Regions from separate parts of the Mus musculus genome. Here regions 1 and 3 are each linked to region 2. The links are chromatin contacts, called in public ChIA-PET and promoter capture Hi-C maps. All regions are on one chromosome and are shown on one strand. The core of a region is the stretch at or near the end of the contact, and the rest is flanking DNA. Distances in the headings are between cores, read along the strand shown. Region 1 holds the start of Gabrr3 (gamma-aminobutyric acid (GABA) receptor, rho 3). Region 2 holds the start of Arl6 (ADP-ribosylation factor-like 6). Region 3 overlaps Gabrr3 (gamma-aminobutyric acid (GABA) receptor, rho 3).

What was found. ChIA-PET counts read pairs in DNA pulled down with a chosen protein or histone mark. Capture Hi-C pulls out chosen DNA fragments and counts their contacts.
Region 1: a contact with region 2 is called in a promoter capture Hi-C map of liver. The contact joins the promoter of Gabrr3 here to the promoter of Arl6 in region 2. A contact is called at or near these places in 13 of 39 promoter capture datasets (the 3T3-L1 cell line, 3T3-L1-derived adipocytes, the C10 cell line and 7 more), 8 of 484 Hi-C or Micro-C datasets (the MC38 cell line, bone marrow-derived DN3 thymocytes, bone marrow-derived macrophages and 5 more), 5 of 115 datasets of contacts at active chromatin or transcription factors (CD8 T cells, bone marrow-derived macrophages, fibro-adipogenic progenitors and 2 more) and 5 of 9 other capture datasets (adipose tissue, embryonic stem cells, liver and 2 more).
Region 3: a contact with region 2 is called in an RNA polymerase II ChIA-PET map of effector CD8 T cells, with 12 read pairs. The contact joins the enhancer-like site here to the promoter of Arl6 in region 2. A contact is called at or near these places in 9 of 39 promoter capture datasets (the C10 cell line, the HPC-7 cell line, HPC-7-derived erythroid cells and 6 more), 3 of 484 Hi-C or Micro-C datasets (CD4 T cells, the G1E-ER4 cell line and rod photoreceptor), 11 of 115 datasets of contacts at active chromatin or transcription factors (CD8 T cells, craniofacial prominence, effector CD8 T cells and 5 more) and 4 of 9 other capture datasets (adipose tissue, embryonic stem cells, liver and 1 more).

What each region holds. Positions count from the first base shown.
Region 1 is chr16:59,406,003-59,408,702 of GRCm38.p6, reverse strand. It overlaps Gabrr3 (gamma-aminobutyric acid (GABA) receptor, rho 3), which reads right to left and starts at 1,321. Exons shown (of 9, transcript NM_001081190.1): 1 at 1,206-1,321. The coding sequence starts at 1,321. Gm33611 (a long non-coding RNA gene) reads right to left here. Exons shown (of 3, transcript XR_384916.2): 3 at 2,542-2,700.
Region 2 is chr16:59,638,074-59,640,773 of GRCm38.p6, reverse strand. It overlaps Arl6 (ADP-ribosylation factor-like 6), which reads left to right and starts at 1,435. Exons shown (of 8, transcript NM_019665.3): 1 at 1,435-1,844. All of the region lies in intron 1 of 4930547E14Rik (RIKEN cDNA 4930547E14 gene), which reads right to left.
Region 3 is chr16:59,450,507-59,453,365 of GRCm38.p6, reverse strand. The region is part of intron 8 of Gabrr3 (gamma-aminobutyric acid (GABA) receptor, rho 3); the gene reads right to left. Among named protein-coding and RNA genes, the nearest start is that of 1700022E09Rik, 17 kb to the left of the region's middle. Within about 2 kb of position 1,380, at least 16 of the 459 cell types and tissues checked have an H3K27ac peak or open chromatin away from gene starts, as enhancers often do. A contact at or near this core is called in CD8 T cells, the G1E-ER4 cell line, effector CD8 T cells and 1 more, where this site is marked.

The DNA.
Region 1 (2,700 bases), core at 72-2,571, 230 kb after region 2:
TCTTCCACCCCTCTCCCCCACTACTCACGCCCCACCGTGCAAACACATTTCTCTCTGGTTAGTTTTGTTTTGCAACCCACTGAGATGAACCAGGCTGTCTCTGTGACCTCGTGTTTGGAGCTCTCTGTTGGCAGCTAAGAAGGTGTTGGCATTCTATCTAAACTCCACCCCACAATTACTTGGCAATAGCCAGGTATGCTCCTCCCCACAGTTACCTGGCAATAGCCAGGTAGGCCTGACCCACTATAAAAGGGGCTGCTTGCCCGCTCCTCTCTCTCTTGACTCTTATTCCCTCTTGCTCCCCCACTCTCCCCATTCCCTTCCCCCTCTCTCCCCGTGGTCAAGGCCAGCCTCTCTCTCTCTCTCTCTCTCTCTCTCTCATTCTCTCTGCCTTTCTCTGCCTCTACTACTCTCTTAACTCCCCTCTCCATGCCCTAAATAAACTCTATTCTATACTATACCGTGGTGTGGCTGGTCCCTCAGGGGGAAGGGATGCCTTGGCATGGGCCCACCGAGGCACCCCCTTACCCCATGCCTTACCACAGCTCCCATAGAACATATCTTATACACCTTTATCTTTTTATAAACACATCAGAAGGTACTGAACTAAATCAGTGATTCCTTCTTTCCTAGAATCTATTGATAGCCAATGGTTCCCTGTAAATAGCCTGGCATCTCATGATACTGATGGGAAAAAAAAAACAAAAAACAATAATGATATGTTGATCTTTGGAAAGGTATTTACATTTCTGAGCACTATTTTCAACAGGTAACAAATGGTCTGAATGCTTTCTTACACTCTCTCTTCAAAATCTAAAACCAAGTTTCCCTCCACAAAACTGACAAGAAAAGTCATTTCTTAGACTACTAATTCAAACATGTAAAGAAATTGTAAATAAGCAACATTCCTAGCAATGAGTGCATTTCTCATTGGAGCAATAGGCTCCCTGAAAGATGGTGTCGATGCAAAACATTTAACTGTATGCTACCTAAATAAATACAACTAGAGAAATAATGCCGGACATGGGAGATCCCATACTTGCAGATGTTGACCATTTCTTCTGATGGGTCAGTGCTATTTCAGACACAGGTACTTCGACAAAGATGGGTTTCCCCTAAAGAGATGTTTTTAGATTAGCAGAGGGTCCGAGGCAGCTATGGAGAGAAACTGGGAAATCACTGATGACTCTCTTTCCATATCTTACCGGGTTTGTTTCGGTGAAGAGAGACATTGCTGATGGGGTTTCTTGATGGCAGAGGCATCCAGCATCAGTGTGATCCAGGTGTAGGTGAAGGAGACCAACCAAACAGCCAGGACCATGTCTTCCAGGAGGAAGGAAGGCAGGGATGTGCCACCAACACAGCTAGTGAAATGTCCTGACCATGTGTCTTTCAAAAAATAGATATCAGGTCACGAAAATGAATAAGAAGAGACAAGCAGACGTTGCCCTCAATGCTGCTTGTTGTTTCATAGATAAGTAGATTGGCATCACTCACAGGCTGTGTCTGTCTGCCTCATTGGCAATGTAAAGAAAACAAGGCAACACCTTCCGTTTGCCCTCTTCCCAGGGACAGTTCTTGGTCGCATGCTTGATTCCCCACTCAATAAACTCTCAGCTGCTGCCCTCAGCAGACAAAGAAGCTAGGTTAGGCTCTAATCCTCTTAATCCGGTGCAATATAATTTGAATATATGTAATGACTCTGTAAAATAATATGCTTAATGAGAGGAAGATGATTAATTTAATCTTAATTACACACTGCAAGACCTTTCCCTTTATCTCACAGCTTCATTTAATCCCGAAAGGAATCATCTCCTCTCCTCCAACACACAGGCCTCTCTGCACAATAGAAATTCACATTACTATCATTTTCAAGTAAACATCAACATTTTATGATGATGGTTTATTCATAACGAAAGTAATTCAATTTAAGGTTAAATAAAGTAAGCAACCTCTAAATGAAATGTTACTGTACTGGATGATGCACCAGACATTAACCTGTCAGTGTTAAGTTAGGGCCATCCATGCTCCTAATGCATGCTGCCTGCATACAGACAGTAGAAATTCTGGCTGCTAATATTCCCTGTATGTCTTAGTTAGGACTTCCATTACTGTGATGAAATGTTGTGGCCAAAAGCAATTTGGAGAGGAGAGGACTTACTTCATCTTACAGCTCTCACTCTCTAGTCCATCATTAAGGCAAGTCAGGCCAGGAACTCAAGCAAGACCCTGGAGGCAGGACTGGAGCCGAGATGATGGAAGACCACTGCGTACCACCGGCTTGCTCCTCAAGGCTTGCTCAGTTTGTTTTCTTATAATGCTAGTACCACTGGCCCAGGGCAACACCACTCACAATGGGCTGGGCTCTCTCACTTCAACCAATCATTAACCAAGAAAATGCCACAGAGGCTTGCCTACAGGCCAATCTCATGTTGGTATTTTCTCAATTGGGGTTCCTTTCTCCCAGTCCTGGGATTTGAACTCAGGACCTTCAGAAGAGCAGTCAGTGCTCTTAACCGCTGAGCCATCTCTCCAGCCCATGGAGGTATTTTCTCAATTGTGGTTCCTTTCTCCCAGATGATCCCAGCTTATGTCAAGAAGGCAGACAGCTAGGCTGCATACAGCGTGGATGTAAATGTCACGGAATGGATATCCAGTGACATTAACTTTCTCCAACTGAGGTATTAAAAGATGAGCAGT
Region 2 (2,700 bases), core at 186-2,685:
ATATAAGCAAATAAGCATCCAAGTTTTGTCAAAGTGAGCCAAAGAGAAGCGGTTTAATAGTTCCTGGTAAATTAGGAACCCCTGCATTTGGGGCCAGAAGTTAAAGGACAACCACATCAGGAACTGAGCTGATTTTCTTTGAGTAATAAAAAATTCACAACGAAGGAAGCTTATCTATTGAACACGTGCTATCTATTGGTCAGACATGCATACTTTTTTCTTTCCTTTGTCCTCAAAACCACTAGATTAGATACATTTTTGAAGACAAAGATGAAATATACACAAAGGGTAATTTTACTAGACCACAGAGTATAGTATATTTCCATTTTCTGTTTTAACAAGGGCATTTATGTTACTACCTTTGGATGTACAAACTATAGAAGTTTTGTTCACTCAGTCTGGTTTTTGCCTTACAAGAGTCAGGAGACCAGAACTAGACCTTACTCCACATTAGGAGTACTAAGGAATTTGGAAAGGCACCAGAAAAGCACTCTACCGCAGTGCATATACCAGTGTCTTAACCACTATCTCTTTGATGGAATTCCTTTCAGTTTCTTCACCCTACTCCAAGTCCAAATAATCGGCCAGCTTCCTTAACGGGCAGAAAAACAAGTATGGTAGTTGAACATACTAACTGGTAAAACCAGTAAAGTAACATCCCACATTTATGCTAACAAGTGATATGAAGAGATGAAACTTTTCAAATACAAGTTTGTCATGCAGTCATTCATTGAGGAGTAGGATGGGGGAAATGGCTAGTTTGAAGTCAAAAAAAAAAAAAAAAAGTAAAAATAAATAAAATAAAATGTAGATCTTTAATTGTTGCATCTGTAGCCTGTCTGTTGGGAACAATGCAAATGGGCGGGAAAGTGTCTATCTAAAAAACTTTCAATTAGCACAAATTATTTCTATTGCTATAAACTCCAAGTGATTTTAAGAACGGTAACTATCAAACTCTCTGATCCACAAACTCATGTCTGGTGTTAGTTAATATCCGGGACAACAGACAGCTAAGAACTAGGGACAGGGTCACACTTCCTTTGCCAAATAATGTTTCTGTTTTTAAATACTGACTGGTTTTGACCAGTTTCCCTCTCCTGCCTGTACTTACAACTGTATTCTGCAGAGCTCGCTCGCTCGCTCTCAGGCCTAGCTGAGCCTAGGAAAGGCTCTGTGTAATGGGAGTAGCATATCTAAGTAGATCCTTTCCCTGCCTCACGCCGCCCACGACGAGGGCGGTCAAGCCAAAACATTGCCACCCACAGATATGGCAGTCCGGCCAAAAGCGCTAACCAGAACCCCGGAGGCCAGCAACCAGCGATGCGCGCGCAGCTAAGGCCGCCCCGCACGCCTCCCGGCAGGCTGTGCGCGCGCCTCCAGCTCCCTTGCGTCCCAGCAGCACGGGAGCTACCACTCGGCTCCCAATGCAGTGGCGGCTCCCCGTGTCTTCCGTGCTCACACTCTCGCTAACAGAGTTCCTCTGCGGGAATCAGGCCATTAATTTTTTTACCCAGAGCTCTCCAGCCGCAGAAAGGAGAACCTGTGGGCGGACACCTACGACGCCCGGGTGGGCGTGGCTTTGGGACCGGAAGAAGCTCCCGTTGCCAAGGGAACGCCGCGCGCCGGGGCGCCTGCTCAGCCACTGATGCTCGCATCCTGGGTGAACCGGCTGTTTCTCCCAACTTGTAGAAGGGGCTGTGCTTGGGACAAGGGAACCTTCCTACGGAGGCATAGAGAGGAAGGCTGAGGCTCCGGGGAAGATCCCACCGCGGAAACGGGTACAAGAGTGCGTCCTTTCCTGTCCTTGTCAGCCCCTTGGCCTTTGGATTGGCGTCAAAGATCAGGTACCTCCATCCGCACCCCGCTTTTTCTCTCTCTTCACCATCATCTGTGTGTTCTCTTTCAGCTCTGTTGGGTATGATTTTTCACGCCATCAGCTTCACCCTTGATAACATGAACACGACCTTTCCACGGTGTCTGTAGCGCTGTGGAACCGGCGGCAGGATCCACTAGTTCAAAAAGTTCCCGCTACCTGTTCGCAGCCATTTCCACCCTGGTAGACAGAGAATACCCGCTCCCTGTCCGATTTAGAATTACTCTAAACTATTACCCGTATTTTTGAATCTAAGTGAGTTAGATCATCTCTCATCTGTGAGAGATGGGGAAAAAATTGAGTTTATGTGATGTATACCAAGGAGCTTCGAAAATGTATTGAACTGCTTTGGGCCAATGCTGTTTGCTTGTTTGGTTGACTTTAACGCTGCCCAAGACGGACCTTTTTATATGATGTATGAATAATTTGGTTGAAATTTCATCATCAAATTTTCTAACTTAATAAGATTGTTTTATTGGGGTAGTAAGAATGTTCAACAGCCCACACTACTATCATGTTTAAAGTAGCATTTCTGGCGTTTTTCTCTGTCTCATCTCATCTTTCTCTGCAGCTTAACGCTAAGGTCTTAACATGTGGATAACATGTTAAATCTTCAGTGCTTTTCTGGTAACCACCTAATCCTTTGGAAAGCTGATTCTTCTCAGAAAGCAGCTCAGACACCTAAGTGTTCTTGATTCAAGAACAGGAGTTGTTTCATTTTAGCCAAGTTTACTTTAGCTATCAATTTTGCCAGCGTTATACAATACATACAGTAAGACTTTTTAAGCTGAAGGTATATTTTGTTCCTAATCTAGCGAATATGCTGG
Region 3 (2,859 bases), core at 131-2,630, 190 kb after region 2:
GAGTTCTGTATCTTGGTTCGTATGCAGTAGAAGGAGACTGTGTCCAATAGGCAGCCAGGAGGAGGCTAGAATTCTACAATGGGCAGTGCTTAAGCCTACGAGACCTTGAAGTCTACCTGAATAGTGACACAAGCCCTCCAACAAGGTCACACCTTCTAGTAATGCCATTACTCATGGGCCAAGAATTCATACACATTAGTCTATGGTGTGGGGGTTGGGGGAGCAAACCTATTCAAACCACAACAAATTAATTAATTTAAACACTAGTTAATCAAATAATCTAATTAAAAATGGCTATAATAGTAAAGAGAGTTCTACAAAAGAAGAAATATAAATGTCAAGGAGTCACTTCAAGAAGTGTCCAGCATCCTAACTATCCCAAAAAAATATAGATTTAGATTATTTTACAATTCTGTTTCATCTTAGTTACAATGGCTATCACTGTAAATACAAATGTTGTGAAGAAAAAGGAATTAATTATTTTACACTGTTGGTGGAAGTATAAGTGGTTGAAGCTGCTGTGGAAATCTATCTGGAGGTTTCTCAAGAAGTTAAAAAAAAAGTGTGTGTGTGTTTGGGGGGACTAGAATTACAATTACCATAGGAACCAGCTGTACTACTTCTAGGTATAACTCCAAAGGATGTTCTAGCAAACTGTAGAGATACCTGCCTATATACCTTTTCAGTTCAATGGATGGAACTGGGCCAGGCAACATAATCCAGACCCAAAAGTACAAGTGCTTCCCTTTCTCTTCCGGGTGCAGATCTTAGTTTTACCTCTTTAGTTCTGTTTGTTTATGTTGGAGTGCCTTGGGAAGCCAGGAGAAGGAAAGGGATGTGTTAGGCTGGCTTGCTCTAAATGAAAGGGATAGCAAAAGCAAAAGGCAGAGGGGGAAACACTGGGCATGAAAGCAGGTTTAAGGTGGGAGTCATGTAGTGGATGTCATGGTAAGACGGGAGGGCAGAGAAAATTAGCCTAATAAAGGATGTGTTTAAAAAAAAAAGCCATATGAAAGCTTACTACTTGTAACCCAAATGAAAAACAGAGACGACAGAAGAACAAGTTATCATGCACAGACAGGCAATTCTCGTAGACACAGTGGGTTGACTAAACACATTCCCACTTGGGATACATTTATAGGAGTTGTTCATGGAGATCCCCGAGGGCACTCAAACTACACAAGTTCTTGGCAGCCCTCTTGGTTCCTTACCCCAACTAGAGTGTAAGATCCTATTACTGAGCACACCACAACAGATATAAAGAAAATAAGCTGACACTGAGCTGAAAACTTCCTGGCTGTTGTTTAGCATTCAAAGTACTGAAATGTGCTATGCAGGCTAGAGGGGGAGAAATGGTTCTACTCTCTTACCCAACCGTGAAACCTGTGAACCACAAAGCCAGTCTGATAGGAAAGATATAACCACCCGTACAATAGGGTGACTATTGGAGTTAACAAACCACCTTACGTTGGTTTTAATGCTCATTCCATGGGAGGAAATCCATGTATGATATTGTAGTATGTTAACAGCGCATTCCTAGAGAAGTGATGGGTTCAAGAGAGGGAATGTACTACTACTGTTTAACTAAATTAACACAGCATCAAACTGCCTTCTGAATACCCGTGTTTATACACACAGGCAAACGCTACTCTTAGCTCAATCAGACAATTCTCTTCTTGCAGTGAATACAGATGTCTGAATACTCAAGGTGCTAAGAGTAAGTGATGATTGAAGGCTCAGCCCTGGACAAGACATTTACATTATCTCCTAAAGCACTCAGGGAAAACTGTAGAAGAGGGGATAGAAATGAGAGAAGAGCTGGGAGGTGTGGTGAATGGCTGAGAAATGCCATCCTCTGGATTCTATAGAACAAATGCAATCATGAACGCTGACCTACTGTGGGTACTGTCACTGGGCTCACAGCAAACTGGTCCTGTTCAAAACTAGTCATGGTTGAAGGACGAACTCATGGGGAATGTACCCATTACAACTGAACTACTGATTATTAGTAGATTCTGGAAGAGGGAAACTCCTTGTCTTTAGTTGTATATCCATTGCTGAGCCCATGAAGCTCCAACAGATAGCTTCATATATACAACCCTTGCTAAACTAAATGGGAGAAAACAAAATGAACAGATATGGGTGTCAAGAAAAGATTTGTAGAGGAGAGGGAGAGAGGAGAGATATGAGGGGGGTAGGGTGGGACTAAGAAGATAGGAGAGGGTCTGGGGTGAAAGTATTCGGTATGTATAATATCCATGAAGAAAATTGTCAAAGAACAAATTGAAGTAACAGTAAGAGATTCAGGGAAAGGCTGGAAGAAGCTGAGGAGGAGGGCAACCCTGTAGGAGGACCAACAGCCTCAACTAACCTGGGTCCCTGAGATCTCTCAGACACTGGGCCACCAACCAGGCAGCATACACCAGCTGATATGAGGCCCCCAACACATATACAGCAGAGGACTGCCGGGTTTGGACTCATAGAAGATACACCTAACCCTCAGGAGACTTAGGGCCCCAGTGAGTGGGGTTGTCTGGTGGGGTGGGGTTGGAGGGATGGGGGGACATCCTTGTGGAGATGGGAGGAGGAGGTATGGGATGTGGAACAGTTAGAGGTGGACTGGGAGGGGGGTTAAAACTGGACTGTAAAAAAAGATTAAATAAAAAGTAAAAATAAAATTAAAATAATAAATAAAACAAAAGATCCATGTGGTATAAACATCGTGTGGAAGGCAAGAGCAGGAAGGTATATTTCAGAGTCTAAGAAATAGACAAGTGATCCCCATTTACTTCAGTGTCTGGTCCTTGCATTAGCCACTCACTCACTGCATTAGAAAAAAACTAAACAAGAAAATCTTTC